3 separate regions of the Mus musculus genome follow, and regions 1 and 3 are each linked to region 2. A link is a contact called in public HiChIP or PLAC-seq data. All regions are on one chromosome and are shown on one strand. Each heading gives the region's core, a stretch centred on a gene start, on an enhancer-like site or on the middle of the called end of the contact. The rest is flanking DNA. Distances are from core to core; before and after follow the strand shown.

The links. HiChIP or PLAC-seq counts read pairs in DNA pulled down with a chosen protein or histone mark.
Region 1: an H3K27ac HiChIP or PLAC-seq map of the NIH/3T3 cell line shows a contact between it and region 2, with 4 times the contacts expected there. The contact joins two enhancer-like sites. A contact is called at or near these places in 1 of 15 datasets of contacts at CTCF or cohesin (the NIH/3T3 cell line) and 3 of 115 datasets of contacts at active chromatin or transcription factors (the NIH/3T3 cell line, embryonic stem cells and fibro-adipogenic progenitors).
Region 3: a contact with region 2 is called in an H3K27ac HiChIP or PLAC-seq map of the NIH/3T3 cell line, with 4 times the contacts expected there. The contact joins two enhancer-like sites. A contact is called at or near these places in 1 of 15 datasets of contacts at CTCF or cohesin (the NIH/3T3 cell line), 4 of 484 Hi-C or Micro-C datasets (the C2C12 cell line and embryonic fibroblasts) and 4 of 115 datasets of contacts at active chromatin or transcription factors (the NIH/3T3 cell line, embryonic fibroblasts, embryonic stem cells and 1 more).

Annotation. Positions count from the first base shown.
Region 1 is chr1:71,968,689-71,972,590 of GRCm38.p6, forward strand. The region is part of intron 1 of 4933417E11Rik (RIKEN cDNA 4933417E11 gene); the gene reads right to left. Among named protein-coding and RNA genes, the nearest start is that of 4933417E11Rik, 35 kb to the right of the region's middle. Within about 2 kb of position 1,958, at least 17 of the 459 cell types and tissues checked have an H3K27ac peak or open chromatin away from gene starts, as enhancers often do. A contact at or near this core is called in the NIH/3T3 cell line, where this site is marked.
Region 2 is chr1:71,753,577-71,758,037 of GRCm38.p6, forward strand. No RefSeq gene overlaps it. Among named protein-coding and RNA genes, the nearest start is that of Gm39660, 14 kb to the left of the region's middle. Within about 2 kb of position 2,020, at least 32 of the 459 cell types and tissues checked have an H3K27ac peak or open chromatin away from gene starts, as enhancers often do. A contact at or near this core is called in the C2C12 cell line, the NIH/3T3 cell line and embryonic fibroblasts, where this site is marked.
Region 3 is chr1:71,914,643-71,918,762 of GRCm38.p6, forward strand. No RefSeq gene overlaps it. Among named protein-coding and RNA genes, the nearest start is that of Gm28818, 17 kb to the left of the region's middle. Within about 2 kb of position 2,534, at least 26 of the 459 cell types and tissues checked have an H3K27ac peak or open chromatin away from gene starts, as enhancers often do. A contact at or near this core is called in the C2C12 cell line, the NIH/3T3 cell line and embryonic fibroblasts, where this site is marked.

The sequences.
Region 1 (3,902 bases), core at 708-3,207, 220 kb after region 2:
TGGACATTCATTTGTCAGCCAGCCTAGCCAAACCGATACCCTTCAGGCTCAGTGGGAGGCTCTGTCTCAAGAACCAAAAGTGAATTGAGGAAAGGCACCCAACACTGATGTCTGTCCTACACACACACACTGACACACACACACTGACACATACACACACATGCTCCCACACACATGCACACACATGTGCATGCACATGCACTCATATACATGCATATGCATAGGCATACACACACACACACACACACACACACACATTTTTAAAGGTGAAAAATGTCACCAAACTTCACAAAAGAAATTAAAACTTCTCTTTCCTTAAAAGGAAAGAAATGTATTCATGCATGTATTTTGTGTATGTGGGTGCTTTGTCTGCATGCACATCCACACAGCAGAAGAAGGCACTGGATCCCGTTATAGATGGTTAAAGCTGTCATGTGGGCTGTGAGAATTGAACTCAGGACCTCTGGAACATCAACCAGTGCTCTTAACCACTGAGCTCTCTCCAGACCCTCCTTTCTCTCTTCTTCAAAACCACCTTTACTTAGTGTCGACTTCAGAAACTCTTTTCCCCTTGATTTGATCTAAGCTAGATTTAATTCAGTGGCACATGCCTCTAGTCCCAGCGACTCAAGAGACTGAGGTTAGAGAGACATTTGAGCCCAGAAGTTCAAGGCCTTCTTAGGAAATACAGCAAGACCCACCTCTAAATTCATCCAGCCAGCCAGCAATCAATACCTATACTTGATAAAGTTGTAAATTACCAGAAGAAATAAGAAAGTAAAAATAAGTAACAACATATCTCTTCACCCCCTGTCTATTCAGTAAATAAAAATTTACTGCGTTTTTATGCTGAGGGAAGGGATAGAGCTACTAAGCTACTGTACCTTGGACATTCAAAGCTCTGGAGAGAGTATGTCCATAATCCTGACACAAGGTTTCCTCACTGAAGGCCCATAGATCAGTAGCTAGCACACAGCAGATACTACATAGGCATCTATATGGGGGTGGTGGTAGTGGTAACAATCCCATTTGTATTTGTCTTTAATAGAGAATCTCTTGTCCATACTCCAGCTAACCGTTACCTTATCTCTCACTGGGCTCCCCTCCCTATCTAGAGACTTGGCACCTATATCAGTCTATTCTAAATACTCTTCCCAACCGACATTTATCAAGGAATCTTTTCTTTTTTTAGTGTGCATGCCATGTACCTATGAGTGTGGGTGTACCTTGGCTGTTATTCCTTGGGTGTTATTCACCTTGGGAGGAGGGACGGTTGTTTGGTTGTTTGGTTGGTTGGTTGGTTGATTGATTGGTTGGTTAGTTGGTTTTGAGGCAAAGTCTCTCACGTGATCCATAATTCACCAAGTAGGCTAAGCTGACTGGCTGGTGAAGCCCAGGATCTACCTGTCTCTGTTTCCCCAACACTAGAATCACCTACCACCACCACACTCAACTTTGTCTACATGAGTTGCTCAGGATTAACTCTGGTCCTCTGCAAATTAAGCACTTTACTAGCAGAGCCATTGCCTCGGCCCAAGATTTTTTTGTTTATGTGGTTCTTGGAGAGAGAGAGAGAGAGAGAGAGAGAGAGAGAGAGTTCACAGATTAAACTACTCTCCATCATTAATACTCAGAAAAGAAAAATGTGCAGTCAGGTCTCAGCACTGTCCCTTCTTGAATTCCATCCATCTGCTGCCTGGATGGTGCTGACAAAACCTCTATTTCACTTTATAGATTCGTTCATTCAGTAATTTCCCTGTTGATTCATTGGTCTCAAGTCAACCTGTCAACATTCTGCCTTGTAGATTCAAGAACACAATTGCGTAGGAAGGGAAGGTAAATGTTGGCTTTCCTCTGCAGGAGACAAGAAGATGATTCATCCCTCAACATTCTTCTGCTTTAAGGCCATTTCCAGGAATGCCAGGAAGCAAGAATGAAGTCAGCAGCCAATGCGCAGACGAAGACATTTTTGTGCTGTGTCGATTCATAAGACCATTGGTTGCTACTACTGGAGAGATCCTACTGCATTCAGGATGGTCAATAATCACCAGCTAATTGCAAACGCCAGTCAACACAGCAACTCCCAACACACATACACACACAGCCTGACTCATTCGCCATAAGTCCAGGTTTCCCCAGCCTGTAAACATAAATAAGAAAGGTCATTTTTTCTATTATTTATGGCAACTCAAGACTCCATTTATCAAACAAGCTGGGTCTCAGCCTCTTTCCCTGGGAATCCTCCAAGGTGGTGGTAGTTTATGTACTTTCCTGAGTCAGTTGGTCTCTGCTTCCTCAAGTTCAGGCCATCAATCTCTAATCTGTCCATGGGCCACTTAGGCCAACTGCCAGCTGCCATTTACTCCTTTAGAATACTGCCGACCCATTTCTGGCAATTGCTGCTGCTTCTGTGCTGTTCTTGCTTGGGGAAGAAAGGAAGAGAGCAAGGCACCTCTCCTCTAGGTATGCAAGAAATGCTGCTGTACACAATACAACCTAGACGCTCATCCCTGACAAGTCTTGAGACCAAAGAAAGGAACTGTAACTTTGCTATTCCAAACCAGTTCCATCCCTCAGCATCACCTAGAGCCTGACAGTAATTCATCTTCTCAGGTCTCATCCCATCTTCCTAAAACATAACCCGAATGCCAGTAAGATTCTCGGGTCACAAGTATGCATTTTGAAGTTCAAGAAACATACATTTCAACACAGAAGGACTTTTATCTTCGAGTCAGGAACCTACTATTGCCTTGCTGGACCCATTCACTGTCCTTCTCCATCTTGTGTTGAGCTCAAGATGCTAACCTCTGTTAAAACACACTAACAGGACTTCCTCTACCAATCAAGAAACAACAGTGAACAAATGAATCCTTGATGACAGAAGATATTTTGTACTTTACCCAAGAAGTGTGTGTGTGTGAGAGAGAGAGAGATATGAAATATTCTCTATATAATATTCACTTGTGATTTGCTAAGCTTCCTTTGAGACACATATATGGCAATACTTTTGGAATGTGTAACAAGAGAAGTAGGTGACAATATTACCAGCACCAAGCACAATTATCTAAAATAGCCATATGTTTTTCTACACATAAAAAAAAAATGCCAAGTCTATACTAAGAAACCAACATTCCTCATGAAGAGGCTGGCTAAGCCAACAAAACCCACGGGGTACAGAGTGGAATTGGTGGGCTGTTGGGTGCCACCTGATCCTTCTTACAAACAATATTCTGATAAGTGATTTGTTTGCATTCTTCAGCCTGACTATAACTCTAATGGCCGTGCTCAGTTCCATCTGAAATTACTTAGCCCAGCTGATCTAGGCGAAAAGAACATTTTAGAGTTTTGTATAATGAGCACTACCTCGCAGGCAGTGAGTTGGCCCATTCGTGTGGTTTCTAAGCCAAAAATTCTTCCTCCTCTTAGCAATGGAATCACATAAAAGATCCCCAGAGAACTTACTCAGATGAGCCCAGAGAAGAGGGCTGAAGAAGAGTGAGTCTGTCCTTGGCAGTGTGGGGCGAGTCAGCTGACTCTGTGGGCCTCCTGGGCTTTCGAATCTCTGGACCACCTCCTGTGCTTTTAGATTTCATCATTTTCTCCTAATGTGAAGAGTGGCTTTGTCAAGTCTATGAGAAGCTCTCAGAAGACACTGAGAAGGTAAAAGGCAGAATTACAGTAACTCTGCTCATTGCATTCATAACCCAGGATTGTGGACTTTTATATTTCTAAATGATCTCTGTTTTACATGGAAAGAAAAATGGTGAGCATAAGCACTAACATAAGCAGAAAAACACAATATTAATGAGAAGCAAAATTATATATGAAGAGTCTAGGTATGGCTCTTACAATGTATATAAGAAAAATGTGTTTTTAATTAAATAATGTAGTAATTATAAAGT
Region 2 (4,461 bases), core at 770-3,269:
TACCATTAAAAGTAGACTTTGAAAAAATTAAAGTTACACATGACCATTATCTTTTGTGCCCAGTCACACCATCTTTGATACCTTCCTGCCTGTAGTTTCATCCATTTCAAATTACTCTTTCTACAATGAGGGAAGCATGTTGGAATTCTACTCACACATAGATTAGGAAGCTTATAGTCCTTGGGACAGGTAGCAGCCTGAACTAAAAGATAATCTATAAGAGAGCTGCATTATGACTTTCATAGGAGGTTATTAGGACATGACTTTCTCCTTATCAACTTTGTGTGTTGAAGTCTCAATGCCCAGCACTTAAAAGTATGATAAAATTGAGATAGGATCTTTAAAGATATAATTATGGTTAAATTAAGATTTATTTGACAAATGTGTGGGCAGAGAGGAGAGGCCGTGTAAGGGTATTGAGGGGCTTCCTGTTTAACAATGTGAGGGGCTTCAGGTGAAACTAAGCTCCCACGTTACACTCAACCTTAACGTTTCAGCCTTCAAAACAGAAGGACAATAATTTTGTTTGTTGTCCTGTCTGTTGGGCCCTATCAAATTAACACCATAGAATGGAAGAGAAGGCTCAGCTTTGAAATCTCCAGGTCTGACTATGATTTACAACAGAACCGTAACCTTGAGGAGCTGTTCAAACCCTCTGAACTTCAATTCCCTCACTTGTAGATTGGGAATAAAAATAATTACCTGTCAGTTTTCTTGGGGGGCAAATTCATCTATGCAATTAGTGTCTGACAAAAAGTAAGCACTTGAGTCCTGCCCCTTATATGATCTTGGATGTCTTACCTAAAACTCCAAGCCAAAGACCCACACTATAAACTACTCAGGACATACAAAGTGTTGGATACATGTTAGAATTTGGGGGGTGGGAGGTATTTTGATAACAGATATAGTTTCAAGTTTTTTTTTCTGATGATCAAAGTTGTGTATGATACACACACACACACACACACACACACACACACACACACACATATCACCTGAGGAGCAATGGGAAGTGGGGAGTCTTACAAAGGGATTAAGGTGTCATTGTGATGCTTATTTTATATTTTGGTTCCTTACCTGTTATCATATAATGATGGCCCAAATGATTCCAAAAATCTAGGCTTGAGAGCTGTGGCCCTAGCCACTATAGGAGCTGAGGGTCTCAACAGGTGCGACCCATTCAGGAGCTATAATATTAGCAGGTACCATCTCCTATTTCCTGCTGTTGCCATTGCTGTTGGAAGCCAAGGATTACAATAGCTGCCAAGTGCTGTGGCTACTGGTGGTCAAAGCCTAGAACACAGAGCTTCCAACCAAAGTGTCTACAGCTATAGACATCGGGCATCTAAATCCTGGTCTCTACCTCTCAAGATGAGATGCAAACTCCCAAGCCTGTTGTTCTAGTTCCTAAGCCCCCAGCATTCATGGGCCAGGGTCTACCAACAGTAGGTGAGGAGAGGCTCATCTGTTCTTGATGTCTAACTGGACAGAACTCAGCCAGCTAATGGGAGACACCAGTACCATGGACCACAGCTCAAGAGAAATGAAGCAACGGTTCAAGACAACCCTCTTACCTTCATCAACTGAAAAGAGAGCAACACAGAACTCAAGTGTTGAAAAACTGATTACAGCTGGACTTACGAGTCCTCAGGAGGCTGAAGCAGGAGGATGGCCACAAGCTCAAAGCCAGACTGCTCTCTACAATGAATTCTAGGTTATATAGTGAGAATCTGTGTCCAAAATGCAAAAAAGAAGGACTGCAATTATAAATCTGTAGTTCATTTCTTCTCTTAAGGAAATATATATGATGTTAGATATAGTGGGTGTCATATTCATTAGAAATAAGGTACCCATCCCCATTACCCCCGCTTCATAAAACAAAAATATCTTTCATAGAATCAAACGCCCACATAGGCAAACATGTCAGGTTTACCAGCTCAGCTCAGAAATATGAAAAAGGTACGTCTGTTAAGCTTCTCCAGATTTTTTCCTTCTCCCTGCTCCCAGATCCGTGAGTCACTGTGAGTCTGTGTGAAAAATATTTAGAGAGTGAATTACCCCTTGGCAAGGCCTGCGTTTAGACAGACTCCCCTATCGCTCACAGAAATGACCCTTATCTCGCATGCTTTTTTTTTTCTTCTGGAAGACTGTCTTGCAAGGGGCATTTAATCTGGTCCGAAATAATCCCCCAGGCTTCCCAAGGGTTTACCACACTGCTCTCCAGCGACTGTGTAAACACCATGGCCTCACTGGGGAGAGAAGGACTCCTGTTTATTTTCTTGCCTTAATGATGTTGGTAAATCTTATCAGCTTTTGTAAAGAAATCTCTAAGTTGTGATTTTATTAAGAGTACTGATTTAACATTATAATAATAGTTATTCAAGAAGAAAAATGCTTAGGATAGAATATTTAAAAGGTGAATAGTTGCTATGCTTCTGTGTCAAGGGCATATCATCAGGGCATCGATGTTCAGACTATATAACAATAATTGTAACAATATAACACTAATCAATACTATCCAGATGGGAAAATAGGCAAAGGACTTAAACAGACATTTCTCTAGAGGTTTTTTGGTAATCAGAGAATGCTAGCCTAAAAGATCATGGCAAACATCATGGAATGTCAAGGGAATGTGGGCTCATACTCACTAGTTTGGCTTCCATAATAAAACAAAATCATATCTGGCCTGGTGGAGTATTTCTGTCATTGCTGCTGTTTGAGAGGCTGAGGAGGAGGATGATAAGTTCCAGGTCAGCCTGGACAACTTGGTGAGACTCTGACTCAAAGTGGAAAATAGAAAAAAGTCTAGGGAACATAGGTTAGTGGTTGAGTACGTGCTAAGATGTGGGAATCCCCGAGTCCAATCCCTGGTACTTTAAACTGACTGATTGACTGGCTGACTAACTGACTGACTGACTGAACATGCAAACAAGAAAAAAAGGATTCAATCCCAATTACTGCAAACTGACTAAATGAATGAGTGAGTGAATGTGCAAACAAGAAAAATAAAAATTATTATGGAGATCTTGCTCAGGGCAACAGCATGGTTGTTTCCAAAAATAAAAAAAGAAAAGAAAATATTAATGTATGATATTATGTTTCCCTTTTTGGCATAGGCATCCAAAGCCTGGATAGCTATCAAAGAGAGATCTGTATATTATAGCAGCGTGAATCAAACAGTCAGAAGGTGGGAGTGACTCATGTCCACCTGCAAAGACAGGATAAACTGTGTGTTCTACATATTCACTGTGATACTGAGAGCCCCAATCAACCTTTAGAAAACGGAAATCCTGTCCTTGGGGGGGGGGGGCACGTATGGGCAGAGGGAAGATAGACCTGAGCAAAATAAGCCAATTACAAATACTATGTGATTATAAATACTCTGTGATTTCACTTATTTGAAGCATATGGATAGAGTAAGGGAAATTGTAGAAAAGAATGTATCATGGTGATTGTGAGAGATCGGAGGAGGGAAAGGAGAATGTGGGCACAGAGGTTCAGTTCAGCAAGGAGAAAAGAGCCCTGGGGCTGGACAGTGGGGATCTGGCAGAGCAACGTGAGTCTACCTCAGGATAGTGGGAACCATCGTGAATCACATGTAAATATTGGAAATATTGACATTGTATTTTTTTAAAGCACCCGCTTCTCTCCATTTTTTCTGTATGTTTTTATTTTTCATTTGACCTGACTTACTCTCTAGACATATTTTAGAGCTGCCTTATATTATATAATGCTCCGAAAACATGTTTCCAAAGAATAGGATCAATTTCCATGATGCTTCCATAGGGTAGGATGACAAAATGTTTGTCTGTGTCCATAGCAACCATTGCCACTGTCTTTCTTTGATATGTGTGTGCCTCTCTCTAATTAGCTATGGTGACTAGGGAAGCAGATGAGGGAGGGTGAACGCTTCTCTGTCCGCGTGCCTGCGTGAGGAAGTGGCTGAAGGGTGGAGTGTGTATTTTGGTCAAGGAAATGTTTTACTGGTGTTTTCTTTTCCATGTTGGCTATAATTCAGTCATCCCAGAAATATAAATATATTTGAATTTGAAAGTATTGTTGGCTGTGAAAATACTGGGCTTTCTGTTCATTCGTTCATCTATCTAATAAACAGTATAGGGGTCTTCTTTTCTATAAGAAAAAATTAACCATTATACCAATACACACAGACACACAGAAACACACACACGCGCGCACACACACACACACACACACACACACACACACACACACACACGGCAATTTATGTGTACTTAACTTTAGGTGTAAAGCTGAGTGTGGTGGCTCACACCATTAGTCATTAATCCCAGCATTTGGGAGACAGAGGCAGGCAGATCTCTGAGTTTGAGGCAAGCCTGGTCTACAGAGTGAGTTCCAGAGCAGTCAGGGCTACACAGAGGAACTCTGTTAAAACAAACCAAACCAAAACCAAAACCAAAACAAAGCAAAAGTAAAACTAAA
Region 3 (4,120 bases), core at 1,284-3,783, 160 kb after region 2:
TGGCTATGTTCCATGGTGTCTGGTAGAGCATAAACTTGTACGCAGTTGGATACTGATGAAATGATAGGTTGTCATTAAATTTCTTCCCAGAGATCACTCAAGCTATAGCAAAAGAGTGAGAAAGGGAGGGGGGAGAGGAGAAAGATGGGAGAGACAGAAAAAGATAGAAGGGAAGGAAGAAAGGAAGGAAGGAAGGAAGGAAGGAAGGAAGGAAGGAAGGAAGGAAGGAAGGAGGGAGGGAGGGAGGGAGGGAGAGAGAGAGGCAGAGAGAAAAAGGAAGAGACTCACTGAAGGTGTTTTGAAATATCTTGGATTTTTGTGCAGAGGGAAGTTTTTATTATATCATTTAACATGGTAAAAATGGAGATTTAGGTTCAAGATCCATTCTTCCATTGCCATAATTTCAAATGATCAGTTCACCCCTCCCATTATTGTTGTAAAGACTTTATTTATACCTCTGTGAGCATGTATATGTTTGTGTATGAGTGTGTTCAGGTCCATGTCTGTACACGTGTGTGGAGGAGGCCGGAGATTGACATCGCCTACCTTTCTCATTCACTTATTGAGTCAGCTTTTCATCCAAACCTGGAACTCACCAACTCAGCAAGCCAGCTGGCCAGCAGCTCAGGGAAAGCTTTTATCTCCACCTCTCTAGCACAGGGATTTGTGCATGAATGCACCTCCCCACCAGGCATTTTACAGGGATGTAGTGGCTCAAACTCTGATCCTCACGAGTTTGTAGCAAGCACTCTATCAACTGAATCATCTCCAAGGCTTTTCTTTACTCTATTTGACAAATATCTAAGATGTCCTGTGGTATACCAGGCACCATCCTTACGACAGAGGATCATCGCGATAAGAGTCACTGTCCCTAGGAGTTCCTTATTCCCAGCCCTCTTCCTTCTACCCTCTTCTCTCTCTGGAAGACAGAATTCAGGAATTCAGATAGTGATCAGTCCTGTTATTCGTGGGTGGCTGATAAGGTTCAGTCTTGATAAAAGACTCTCTGGCTATCTCCAGACTCTTCTGGACAATGTAAGGAAAGACCAAGAACTGCTCCTAATCTTCCCTTATCAGATGGACAGCAGAAGTGAAATGTTCAGCATTCGGCCAAACCTGATGCCTACACAGGCATCCTGGGCAAGGATTCCAGATGCAGGATAAGCCAAGAGAACATTACATTGTTGTGTTTAAGAGGCTCCTGATAAATACATTCCAAATTGATTTAGAGCCTTAAGTAAAGCCCCTTTAAGTGTAAACACACTAAACATTTCAAAAATCAGTAAAGGACCATTGAAACAGCTTAGTAGGTGAAGTGCTTACCACAAGCCTGGCCACCTATGAATTTTCTCTGAGTCTATGACATCTATAGAAGGGACTATGAGAGGAGCAAAGCCATTCATAATGGCTTCTTAAGCTGATGGCCAGCAGGTGTGTGTGTGTGTGTGTGTGTGTGTGTGTGTGTGTGTGTGTGTGTATTTTTATCTTGCAAGTCCTTTTGGTATCATTCTATGCCCTCTGGGTTAGCTGAGGATGAATGACTTGCTGAATTCTCTGGAAGTTTTAGTAAGCTTAGAAACAAAGCTAGAAAGAGAGGGGGAAGGGCAGAGTGGCAAGATGGTGTGTGTGTGTGTGTGTGTGTGTGTGTGTATGAGAGGGAGAGAGAGAGAGAGAAAGAGAGAGAGAGAAAGAGAGGGGGGGATATATGTGTCAGGGACAAAAGGATAGCTTATGGGAGTCAGTTCTGTCTACCATGTAGATCCTGGGGTTTAATTCAAGCCCTTTGGCTTGATAGCAAGTGCCTTTGTCCACTGAACCACCTCACCAGCCCTATACATTTCTGTGTTCATGCCAGAGGTAGGTGTAAACTGACAAACCTCACAAACTTTGGATCACATGCTTGATGTTCTAGGTAAGAAATGAATAGGACAGATTTAAGTGAGGGCCACAGTGTGGATATTCCTTCCTTTCTTTCTTTTCTAATGCACTAAGAAAGAAAATGAATTGACTGGATTTTGATCAGTTCAGGTTTAAAAGAGCTGATCCAGAAATGAGTCTCTTTGTTGCACATCAAATCCTGTATCTTTATCTTTGTTGCACATCAAGTCCTGTGTCCTGTGAATAAATCAAAGCAAGTTAGAGAAATATGTATTGACTCTTTGTAAAGGATACTGACATGGTGCTGGTGTCAGATGCACTTGTCGCAGGTTCTGCACCAACGACACCTGGAGCTGCTTCCCAGGACTCTCAGAGCGTCATGATAACCAGATTTGGTTTTGTGTGGTGTCTTTGCCTTCCACCTACATCACCCATCACTCACCCATTACCTCTCCATCTCAGCCTTCATAGGCTAGCTACGTAGAAAAACATCAGGCTCAAAACAGGCTAGGCAGAGCTGTCTTCAGAGAGACAAGGGCCGTGTCCATAGCTACCATTAAATGAAAAGTGTTTTCCTTGTGTTGAGCTCATGAAGATCCATATTCTTAGACACAGAGCCAAAAATAATGGGCTTGCTTTTCCCGGTGTGGGAGGGACCCTGCCCTATGACCCAAGCTGCCCACACAACCACTGAGTAAGAGCCTTGTGACCTCTTAGAGGAAACATCCTGACTGAAAACAAGGAATTGTCACTTTAAATTGAAAAGTGTTTTGGTTTTTTTTCCTTTTTCCCTTGAGTCTTGAGTTAGTTAAAACACTCTGAAAGTTCATTGTGGTTTTAGTATAAATAACAAAACTATTATATGTAGCAGTAGGAAAGTAGTCATCACTGGTGGCTATGTTCCATCTTTTATATTGAAAACCTTAGGATTGGGGAAAAGCATTTGCATTGATGTCTCTCCCTGTTGGAAATAAGATGAGAATAAATTCAGGAGACAAGTGAAAATGAAGCAGTTCCTAATTTACAGTTCTATAGAAAGGGACGGTGTCTTAGAGAAAAGGCAAAACTGAATGGTGTACTGATTGGGAACAAACTGGCTTAAAAATCTCCCAATCAGGAGTCAATAAATTCCTGTCCTTTTCTTCTGTAGGCTAGGATTTGTCCCTTCCCCAAGTCCCACATTGATTGGGCTAGGACACAGCCTCAGATAATATCTAATTCCAGGCTCATGGACTCAGTCATATAGCAAACTACTTGTAACTTCTCAACTCTCCCCGTGTTCTGAGATGGACAGACGTCGGCCACGAGCTAGGGAAGAAAGGGTTCTATCACCTCCCACTTGCCTGTAACTAGAATCACCTCATATTAAAATGCAATCTATTATATTTCTTGTTTGTTTGTTTGTTTGTTTGTTTCAAGACAGGGTTTCTCTGTATATCCCTTACTGTCCTGGAATTCACCTTGTAAACGGTTTTAACACACAAACACAATTTTGTTTGTTTAAGTTCTACACAGCAATAAAAATGACTGTTTCAGTTTTCTCAGATGATGTTAGAGCTGTATCATGGGCACTCCTTGTCCAACTTGCAAGCAGTTTCCCTAAAGAGTCTCCATTCCCTAGCCTTCCCTTCCCCAGTCCCCTCTTTCCTAGATTGTTTACGGATTATATAAAGTTGGGGACAAACCTTGTGAATCGTGTAGCTGTCTAAGCCTCCTGAGCCCTGTAACTTCTGTTAGCTTTCTGGACCCTGTAAAGTTTCTTACTTTTCTACACTGGTTTGTTTTTTGTCAACTCGATACAATACTAGAATCATTTGAGAAGAGGGAACTGCAATTGAGAAAATGCTCCATAAGAGTGGCCTGTGAACAATCCTGAGAGGCGTTTTCTTGACTGGTGATTGGTATAAGAAAGTTCCAGTCCATTGTAAATGGTGCCATCCCTGGGCTGATGGTCCTGAGATGTCTAAGAAAGCAAGCCAGGAGGAACAATTCGGTAAGCAACACTCTTCCATGACTTCTGCTTCAGTTTTTGCCTCTAGGTTCCTGCCTTAAATTCCTGCCCTCACTTAGCTGACTGATAGACTACGACTGTAAACTGAAATAAACCCTCTGCTCGACAAGATGCTTTGTCATGGTGCTTTTCACAGCAGTAGAAACCAAACCAAGGTCCTTCTGGAGTATGAGACACTCTCCTCCTCCCTTCACTGGGACATGTTCTAATTCATAAGACATAGCCACACAG